2 separate regions of the Sus scrofa genome follow, and region 1 is linked to region 2. A link is a contact called in public Hi-C data. All regions are on one chromosome and are shown on one strand. The core of a region is the stretch at or near the end of the contact, and the rest is flanking DNA. Distances in the headings are between cores, read along the strand shown.

Region 1 (4,142 bases), core at 1,148-3,647, 73 kb before region 2:
TCTGCGTGACCGTATGTGTTGACACATGGCTTTGTCTCTCCCGCTTTTGCGGAGATCCGCGGCTGATCTTTGTGTAAATACAAACGGCACACTCCTTCCCACAAGCTGTGGTTTTTCTCCGTTCCGGCAGCTCAGCCCGTATCTCGTCTTCTGCTGCAATTTAAGTTTCTCAAACAGGGAGGAAGACGCCGGGTGGCGGCCGCCGCCGGGCTGTGTGTGTAAGCTCTGATTGTGGTGCCCTCATTCTTTTTCAAGTTTCTGACGTCAAAGTGCCGCTGCTTCCCTCGCACAAACGCATGGACGTCACGGTCTTCAAGCCCTTCGTTGACCTGGACACCCAGCCGGTCCTCTTCATCCCCGACGTGCACTTCGCCAACCTCCAGCGAGGCGCTCACGTAGGTAACCAGGATCCCAGGGTGGCCGCAGGGAAGGACGGCTGCGCAGAGAGAAGGGCTTCGGTCTTATCCATGACCAGTGTCAGGGCCAGCTCTTGGGAGTACCTGGTTTGGGCCACGCAACGTCCTTGCAGTCAGGTGTGTGAGCGCTGTGGCCTCGGAACCGCGGTCCCAGGCCCGGCAGCTTAATTCTGGGTGATCTTATTTATTCATGTCTCAGCTCATTTCAAAGATACCGGGGCGTTCCCGTCGTGGCTCCGCAGTAATGAACCCGACTAGTAGCCATGAGATTGGGGGTTCGATCCCTGGCCTCGCTCAGTGGGATGCGGATCTGGCGTGGCCCTGAGCTGTGGTGTAGGTCGCAGACGCGGCTTGGATCCCACGTCACTGTGGCTGTGGTGTAGGCCGGCGGCTGCAGCTCTGATTCGACTCCTAGCCTGGGAACCGCCATGTGCCACAGGTGTGGCCTTAAAAAAAAAAAGACACTGGAATAGTAACGTGACTTGGAGTCTGAGTCTGTGATCTTGTGAATTTAACTTATGTGGGTCTGGACAGGATGGGAAGCCAAGGAACACGTGGGGCGGGAGCCTCAGTGGCAAAAGGGGCCTCCGGGCGGCTTCATGGCTTCCTATAGTGGATCCTCCTTGGCACACGTTTGGCCACGTCTTGGCAACTGATGTGAAATTTAGCAAATCCGCAGTCCCACTCTGCTTGGAGCCAAAGTTCAGTAGGCCTGGGTGGGGTGGGGCATCCCCTCCAGGCTGAGATCTAAGAAATACCCCAAAGGCGTCTGCCCTGCCCTTCTGTGCGGCTTCCTGCAGACTTTCTGAGTTCCTGGAGGAAGCCGCCACCAGGGTATTCCCTTTCTAGAGACGCTTTGGGCTGAGCAGGGGTCAGCAGTGTTGTGCCGTAAAGGGCCAAAGAGTAGATCTTTGGGGCTTTGCGGGGGTCGGGTGCTCTCTGTTGCAACTGCCCGCCTCTGCGGCTCTGCCAAAACCGCCGTAGACACCGCGTCATTGGTGAGCTTGGCTGTGTGCCCGTAAAGACCAGATTGGCCTCAGCGGGCACTGGGCCAGGCTCGGCCCAGGGCCGAAGTTTGCCAGAGGAGTTTAAGACACCCCTAAGCATCTGGTCCTTAAAAAATACAGCTAAAGGGTTTTATGTGAGATCGGTCAAATGAAAAAGGATTTTCATTTTAGGAAGAATTCATTTAAGGTCTGAGGTATTTGAGCCTATGCTTGAACAGCAGTTTTTTATTTTTTATTTATTTTTTTTGGTCTTAGGTCCTTCCCATTACCTCGGAAGAATTGGAGGGTGAAGGGTAAGATTTATGTTTTGTTTTCTTTTAGTAAATTCTTTTTACTTTGAAACAATCTCAAATGTTTAAGAGTAAGGACATGGCTCAGTGGTTAACGAATCCGACTAGGAACCATGAGGTTGTGGGTTCGATCCCTGGCCTCGCTCAGTGGGTTAAGGATCTGGCGTTGCCGTGAGCTGTGTAGGTTGCAGACGCAGCTCGGATCCCACATTGCTGTGTCTGTAGTATAGGCCAGCGGCTACAGCTCTGATTAGACCCCTAGCCTGGGAACCTCCATATGCCACGGGTGTGGCCCTAGAAAAGGCAAAAAGACAAGAAAAAAAAAAAAAAAAAGAGTAAGGACAGCACAAAGAACTGACTTTTTCCTGAGCCGTGCGAGAGTCGACTGCTGACCCCTCATCCTCAAGTAGCTTGGTGTGTGGTTTGTACCCACAGACAAGGATGTTCTCCTGCGGAGCAAAGTCAGGATGTTACCACTGCGACCCTGGTACCAGCCAGTCCACTCACCCCAGCCAGGCTTGGCCAGTTGTCCCAGGAATTTCCTTGACTGGGCGAAGGAGGGCCCAGTGGAGCCTCACCCGGCCTTTGCTGACAGCACTCGGGCGCTGATGGCTTGACTGAGGTGCTGCCTGCCAGGCTCCTCCCCGAGGAAGTGCTTCGCAGCTTTGTCAGTGGTTCAGTCCTCGATGACGTGGCATTTCTTTCTGTACACGTTCCTCTCAGCATGGACGCACGCGTGCCCATTGTCTTCCATCCGCCGTGACCCAGCATCATCATTTCCTCTGCTCCCACTGCCCTGAGGGCTGCGGAGTCCCTCAGGCTTGCTCCTGGCTGCCCTGGGCATGCCCCCCTGCCCCCAGCACGTCCTCGCTTTCAGGCATGATGTGTTCCAGGCACCTGTGCTTTCCCTTCTCCAGCCGAAAGCGGCCTCTTCTCCAGGGAGCCCTGGCTCCTTGGGGTGCAGGTTGGGCTTTAGAAACTGAGCCCCTACGGGTGCTCATTGCTGTTGAGGTGCTGCTGCTTCCCACACCCGTGGGCACCCTCCTCAGCCCGCCTAGCCCCGACTGCCCACCCTGGCAGCCTTCCCGCTCTGCGCTCTGCCACGTAGAGGGTCTGGTCCCCCTCGCGGGCCAGCCTTGCTCCCACGCCGGCCACGGCCGCCTCTCGGAAGGCGGGTTCACCACCGCCTCTTTAATTCTGTGTTCTGCCAACGTTCTGCCAGTGCCTTCATCCTCGGCGGGTGATGTGCTGGAAGCTGAGGCAGACCTCTGTCCTGGAAGTGATGATTCTGCTCAAAAACAAGCACTTAACGTCCTTATCAGTTATTTTACCATTTTCTTGCTCACCTCTGAACCTCACAGCACCAAACACGCTGTAACTGTGCCTTTGACAGCCAATCACTCTGATCTTTTTGTGTCTTTCTTCCGACGTGCCTGTAAACACTCCCCCCTTCGTCCTTCTGCTGACACTGCTGAATTGTAACCCTTTGGAATTGTATGCTGGGATTGTCTGCAAAGTCCCCAGCTGGTTCTCCTACCTGTAGGTCCTGGAGTTCCCTCTGGTCTCTGCCACACACTAATCACAGCGTCCTTGTCTCAGGAGAATCTGCAAAGATTCCCCGATATCTGCAACCTAAAATCTAAACTCCTCGGAGCTGAATGATCAGGCTTTTCCAGATTAGATTTACTTCCCCTGGAACGCTCTGTCTCAGGCAGCCCGGCTCTGCTTTTCCCTCCCTTTTTGGCAGGCCCTCTCCTGGTGCGTCTCGGCTCCACCTGCTCCATTCGCATTTTCCTGGGAGGGCAGCTTGAGCCGTGTAAGCGCAGGGAGGGGCCTGGCAGGCACCCGAGTGTGGTCCCCGCTCTGCCATCCAGTGGCACCTGCCTGGTTCGGTCCGCATCTTTCCTTAGGCCTCTGATTTTCATCCACAGAATAAGGAAGTCCGACCAGATATAGAATGAAGGCCATTAAAAAAAAAAAAAAATTCCGTGAGACAGCCCCAAACTCCTTTTGTTTCTGCGAGTGATTTGAGGTGAGGTCCCTCACTCTGTGCTTTGGGTCCCTGACAGGTCCAACTTGAAAAGGGGGCCGTACGGGTCCGAGGACGATTTTGGGATCCCGCCTCCCGCGAAGCTCTCCCGGATAGAAGAACCAAAGCGAGGTGCGTTGGTGTCCGCGTCCTAGTGGGAGATTGGAATTGGAGGTGGGCTCTGAATCCGCCGAAAGCGTAAGCTGCTCAAACAGGTCCTGTCCTCGCGGATGTTCCCGAGTGTTCCTTCCGTCAGCCCAGCCCCTGGCTCGAGCTGGGACTTGGAGCAGAGGCAGAAGAAGCTGGAAGCCGTTCCTTAAGACGGACGCTGTCTTGGCTCGTGTTTGCTGTCCTGGCTGTGGACGTCTCTCTGCATTTTAACCAGCACCCACGGTCTGTT
Region 2 (4,137 bases), core at 589-3,088:
TCCTGTGTACCCTCTATACAGACTGCCCACCTGAATCGGATTTTTGTCTGCAGATCTCGCACTCCATTAGACTATGGACTTGTGGGGGGGGGCGTGCCCGTGGCACATGGAAGTTCCCGAGATTGAGCCTACACGGCCGTTGCAACCTGTGCCACAGCTGCAGCAATACCAGCCGGACACTTAACCCGCTGTGCTACACGGGAACTTCCAGGCCGTGGACTCCTTAACCCCCTGCCTCCTAGGAGTCACTAGGCTACTTGGCGATGGAAGGGGTGAGGAGAGGGCGGGGAGTCCATGCTGTTTTCTTCTCATTTCCCTTCTGAAGTTTCCAAAGCACTTGAAGAATGAACACTAAAAGACTGCGTCCGTGCCATCTCAGGCTTTCCCCCAAATCTCTCAACCGTTTACCCATTCTGAGGGTTATGTAACTGGGCGCTGATGTAACCTTAAAGGAATCCTGTTATATAATTGGGCCCCACTTGCAGCAGCTCACTTCGGGAGGGGCATCAGGGAAGGGCAGGAGAAGCCCTGTGCCTGGGTCAGGGGGGCCAGGTCCTTTTCCTCCCCCCAGCCCTCCCCCCACCTCGCAGGAGGAGCTCCCAGGATTCTACTGCTTGGTGGCTGCCCCAGCAGACACCCCCCCAGGCTCCCAGCAGTTGTTAAGCAAAGCCTGAGGGGCTCCAGGGAGGGGCGGGGGGGCTGGCTTGGACATCCTCGCAAGCCCAGGAGCTGATATTAAGGATCTTGTTCGTTCAGCTCTGCAGGAGCGAAGACTGCTGCCAAACGAGAGTGCTCATTTTTATTGTTTTTCTAGAACAGCAGGGATGTTATTACAAGCGTCCTGGAAGAGTGAGGAGAGAAGCCAAAGAGAGACTGCACAGCATCTTAAAAATAGCCGGTCGTATGTGAACTGCCTGACTGCAAGGCAAAGACGCCGAGGTGTCTGACGCGCCGGGCCTTTGTAACCACTGTTTGGCTACCGGTCCCACCTCCTGGCACCCTCTTCCGAGCGTGCCCGGGAGACTGGCCCAGGGGAAGGTACCTAGGGAAAAGCAGTGTCCCCTCTCTGCCCCCCGCCCGCCAGCTCCCACCTAGGCTGGAAGGAGCCACAGTTCCAAAGGAAAAATACTCGCGCTCTGGCCACGAGATGCATTTCTGCCGAAGGAGGTCTGTCCCCCGACCTCCAAGGCGGCTCCCAGCCCTGTCGCTCCCCAAGTTGGTGGCCGTCTGATCAGCACCCAGAGGAGGCAGAGAGGGAGACAGTCAGAGGGGATGCTGGGGAGGGAGAGGCGGCAAGAGACCTCGCCGGGATTCCGGGGGCAGGGAGACGGTGGGCGACCCTGGGACAGGGCACCGCGCAGGCCGATGGCGCCTGGCAGGGGCTGGCGGCGGCGGGCGGAAGGGGGCTGGGGGACAGGGCGCCGGCGGGGAGGGGGCTCCGGGGCAGGAAGCGGAGCAGCGGCCCCCAAGGCTCCGCGGGCTCCGACACTCACCGGGCTCCCGGCGCCGGCGGCGGGTCGGGGCCGCGCCGGGCCGCGCGGGGCCAGCTCCCCGGGCGCCCAGGCCGCCGACTCGGCCAGCAGCTGGTCCAGCAGGCGCAGGGTTTCGTCCCTGCCGTCGGGGGGCGCCGCGGAGCCAGCCGCCCCCTCGGCCGCCTCCGGGGCCTCCTCCCGGGCCGCCGCGGTCGCCGAGGCCGGCGGCCCCGTCCCGCCCTCCGGGGCTGCCCCGCCGGGCCCCGCCGGCCGGCTGTCGGCGCCGCGCAGCCGCTTCAGGGCGCGGCCGCCCCGGCTGCTGCCGCTGCCCATGGCGCGCCCGCCGAGCAGGCCCGTGGCGCCGGCCGAGCGCGGCCCGGGGGCGGGGACGCCGGAGGCGGGGGCGGCGGGGCCGGGGCTGCGGGCCCGGCCCGCGGCGGGCGGAGGAGGGAGCGAGAGTCCGGGTCTGGGGTGCGGGCGGGGGCGGGGCTGCGAACCGGGCCGGGGGGCGGGGCGAGCCTCGGGTGCGGGGCGCGCGGGGGGCGGGGGACCCGGCCGGAGAGCCCGGGATGACCCCGGCCTGGAGGAGGGGGCTGAGACCCGGGGGCGAGGGCCCGGGGCGCGGCGAACCCTCCCGCCTCCCCGCTGGCCCGGGCCCCCTCCGGGTCCCCGCTACCGCCTGGGAGCACTGAACACACCTGGGCTCCCACGGGCCCTTTTTGTTCATTTCTGGAAGGCTCTCCCAAGGCCACGGCGCACAGATGGACCTGCTTGGGATGGGGATGCGGATGGAGGGGACTCCACGGCCTGGCCCTCCTGGAGCCTAGAGGGCCGTGGGGCTTGGCCTCCTCGTTCCCAGATGTTAGGCTGGGGAAAGGGGCTGGGCGCTAAAAACACCTCTGAGGATGGGGTAAGATACAGAAGGTGCTCGGCCTCGCCCCCTTCCATTTCTGCCCTTCTCCCCCCCACGCAGGCAGGGGCCGGACGGAAGGAAGGAGGAAGGGGGCGATTCTTCCGACCAGACCGCCCCCTCCAGCCTTTGCACGCGGGAGCCGGCAGCAGGCAGCGCGGGGCCCTGGGCTTCCTGTTCCTCTTCTCCTGCCCCCAAAGGCGATCTGGCACCTGAATGCCAAGCCTCATTAAAAAACACCCATCTAAGACATAACCACTTTTGGGAAAGAAGAAAATTTAAAAGATGGCAGGAAAAGCGGTCCCCACCCCCGCCCAAAAAAAGCCACTAGGTACTGATCATAATTCTTTCTAGCCTTTGGTCATTGGATAGTAAAAAAGAAAGATAAACACATTATATTTAAGTGAAGCAGCCCGAAGATAAGAACAAGAAGCAGGATAAAGCTTCTAATTCAAGACCAGTGATATTATTGTTGGTTGTGCTTGCATTTTATTTAAGACTTAATTTCTTTTTCTCCCTGGGTCACCTCCTTAAAAAAAAAAAAAAAAAAACTCACCTTTCCAGGAGTTCCCATTGTGGCTCAGTGGCTAAGGAATCCGAATAGGAACAATGAGGTTGCGGGTGCGATCCCTGGCCTCGCCCAGTGAGTGGGGTAAGGATCCAGCATTGCTGTGAGCTGAGGTGTAGGTTGCAGATGCGGCTTGCATCCCGAGTTGCTGCGGCTCTGGCGCAGCTCCAATTAGACCCCTAGCCTGGGAACCTCCATATGCCGCCGGAACGGCCCAAGAAATGGAAAAAAGACAAAAAACAAATCAAAACAAAAAACAAACCTCACCTTTCCAAAGCCACAGCTCAAATGGGGTTTAATCACATCTTGACCTTAATCTGAATCCAGATAGGATTGCAGAATAATTGTTAAATGTTGACAAGCTTTTCCCTACGGTAAGTTTGAAGTTTTACTGATTTATCACTTCAGGAGGAGGCTTTGAAAACTTTATGCCCAAGAAAATGGAATAAATGTGGGATTCATATCCATTCGTTTTATTATCAAGAGACCAAGGAAGTGTTTACAATTCCTCTTCACTTTTTGTCTTTTTTTTTCTTTTTATTTCTTTCTTTCTTTCTTTCTTTCTTTTTTTTTTTTTTCCTGATGTGGTGTCTTAACCATCCAGAAACAGGAGATGGGCCAAATGCATGATTTGGTGTCATTTGAGTGTTCCAAGTCCACAGATGTGTCTCGTTTAGAAGCTCTTGATAGAAGATTTCTCTTTAAGAAAATAAATCTCATCTTGAAACTCTTTAAGCTTGGGAAAAAAGCATTCATAGGGAAAAGACATTTTTCCTGAACTAAGTTCAACCAAGTTGAATCATTTCAAGGAAAACATGCTTTACTTCTGCCTCAGTACAGTCTAGTCATGTGACTCATAGTTTAAATATAACCAGAGCTCCCTGTGTTCACCTCCCAGGGCTATAGTTTTTTTTCTGGCCACTCTTGATTCCAATCCTGTTTTCCCAGACTCGTCTGGCTCCCTCAGCTTCAGTGAGCGTAACTGCCAAAGCCTGTGTTTATTCCACTCTGAGAGTGCATTTAAAATCACCTCCATTTGGAGACCTGGCATCTGCCGATTTGTGCTAAACATCCAGATTGATTTTATTAGAAGCTTCCCATGACGAGCCAACAATCTAAGCTTTCCCGCAGGACCAAGTCTGCCCAAGACCGTCTCTAGAAATAAACAAGAATCCCTTTGTCCCAAA

What was found. A called contact is a pair of places that touch in the nucleus more often than the background predicts.
Region 1: a Hi-C map of omental adipose tissue shows a contact between it and region 2, with 2.2 times the contacts expected there. The contact joins the enhancer-like site here to the promoter of CYS1 in region 2. A contact is called at or near these places in 3 of 5 promoter capture datasets (fetal liver, liver and skeletal muscle), 31 of 47 Hi-C or Micro-C datasets (adipocytes, adipose tissue, alveolar macrophages and 16 more) and 2 of 2 datasets of contacts at active chromatin or transcription factors (alveolar macrophages and skeletal muscle).

Annotation. Positions count from the first base shown.
Region 1 is chr3:126,469,061-126,473,202 of Sscrofa11.1, reverse strand. It overlaps GRHL1 (grainyhead-like protein 1 homolog), which reads left to right. Exons shown (of 16, transcript XM_021087852.1): 11 at 256-395; 12 at 1,679-1,716; 13 at 3,783-3,874. Among named protein-coding and RNA genes, the nearest start is that of GRHL1, 40 kb to the left of the region's middle. Within about 2 kb of position 2,397, at least 4 of the 83 cell types and tissues checked have an H3K27ac peak or open chromatin away from gene starts, as enhancers often do. A contact at or near this core is called in adipose tissue and omental adipose tissue, where this site is marked.
Region 2 is chr3:126,396,003-126,400,139 of Sscrofa11.1, reverse strand. It overlaps CYS1 (cystin-1), which reads right to left and starts at 1,838. Exons shown (of 3, transcript XM_021087851.1): 1 at 1,494-1,838. The coding sequence starts at 1,805.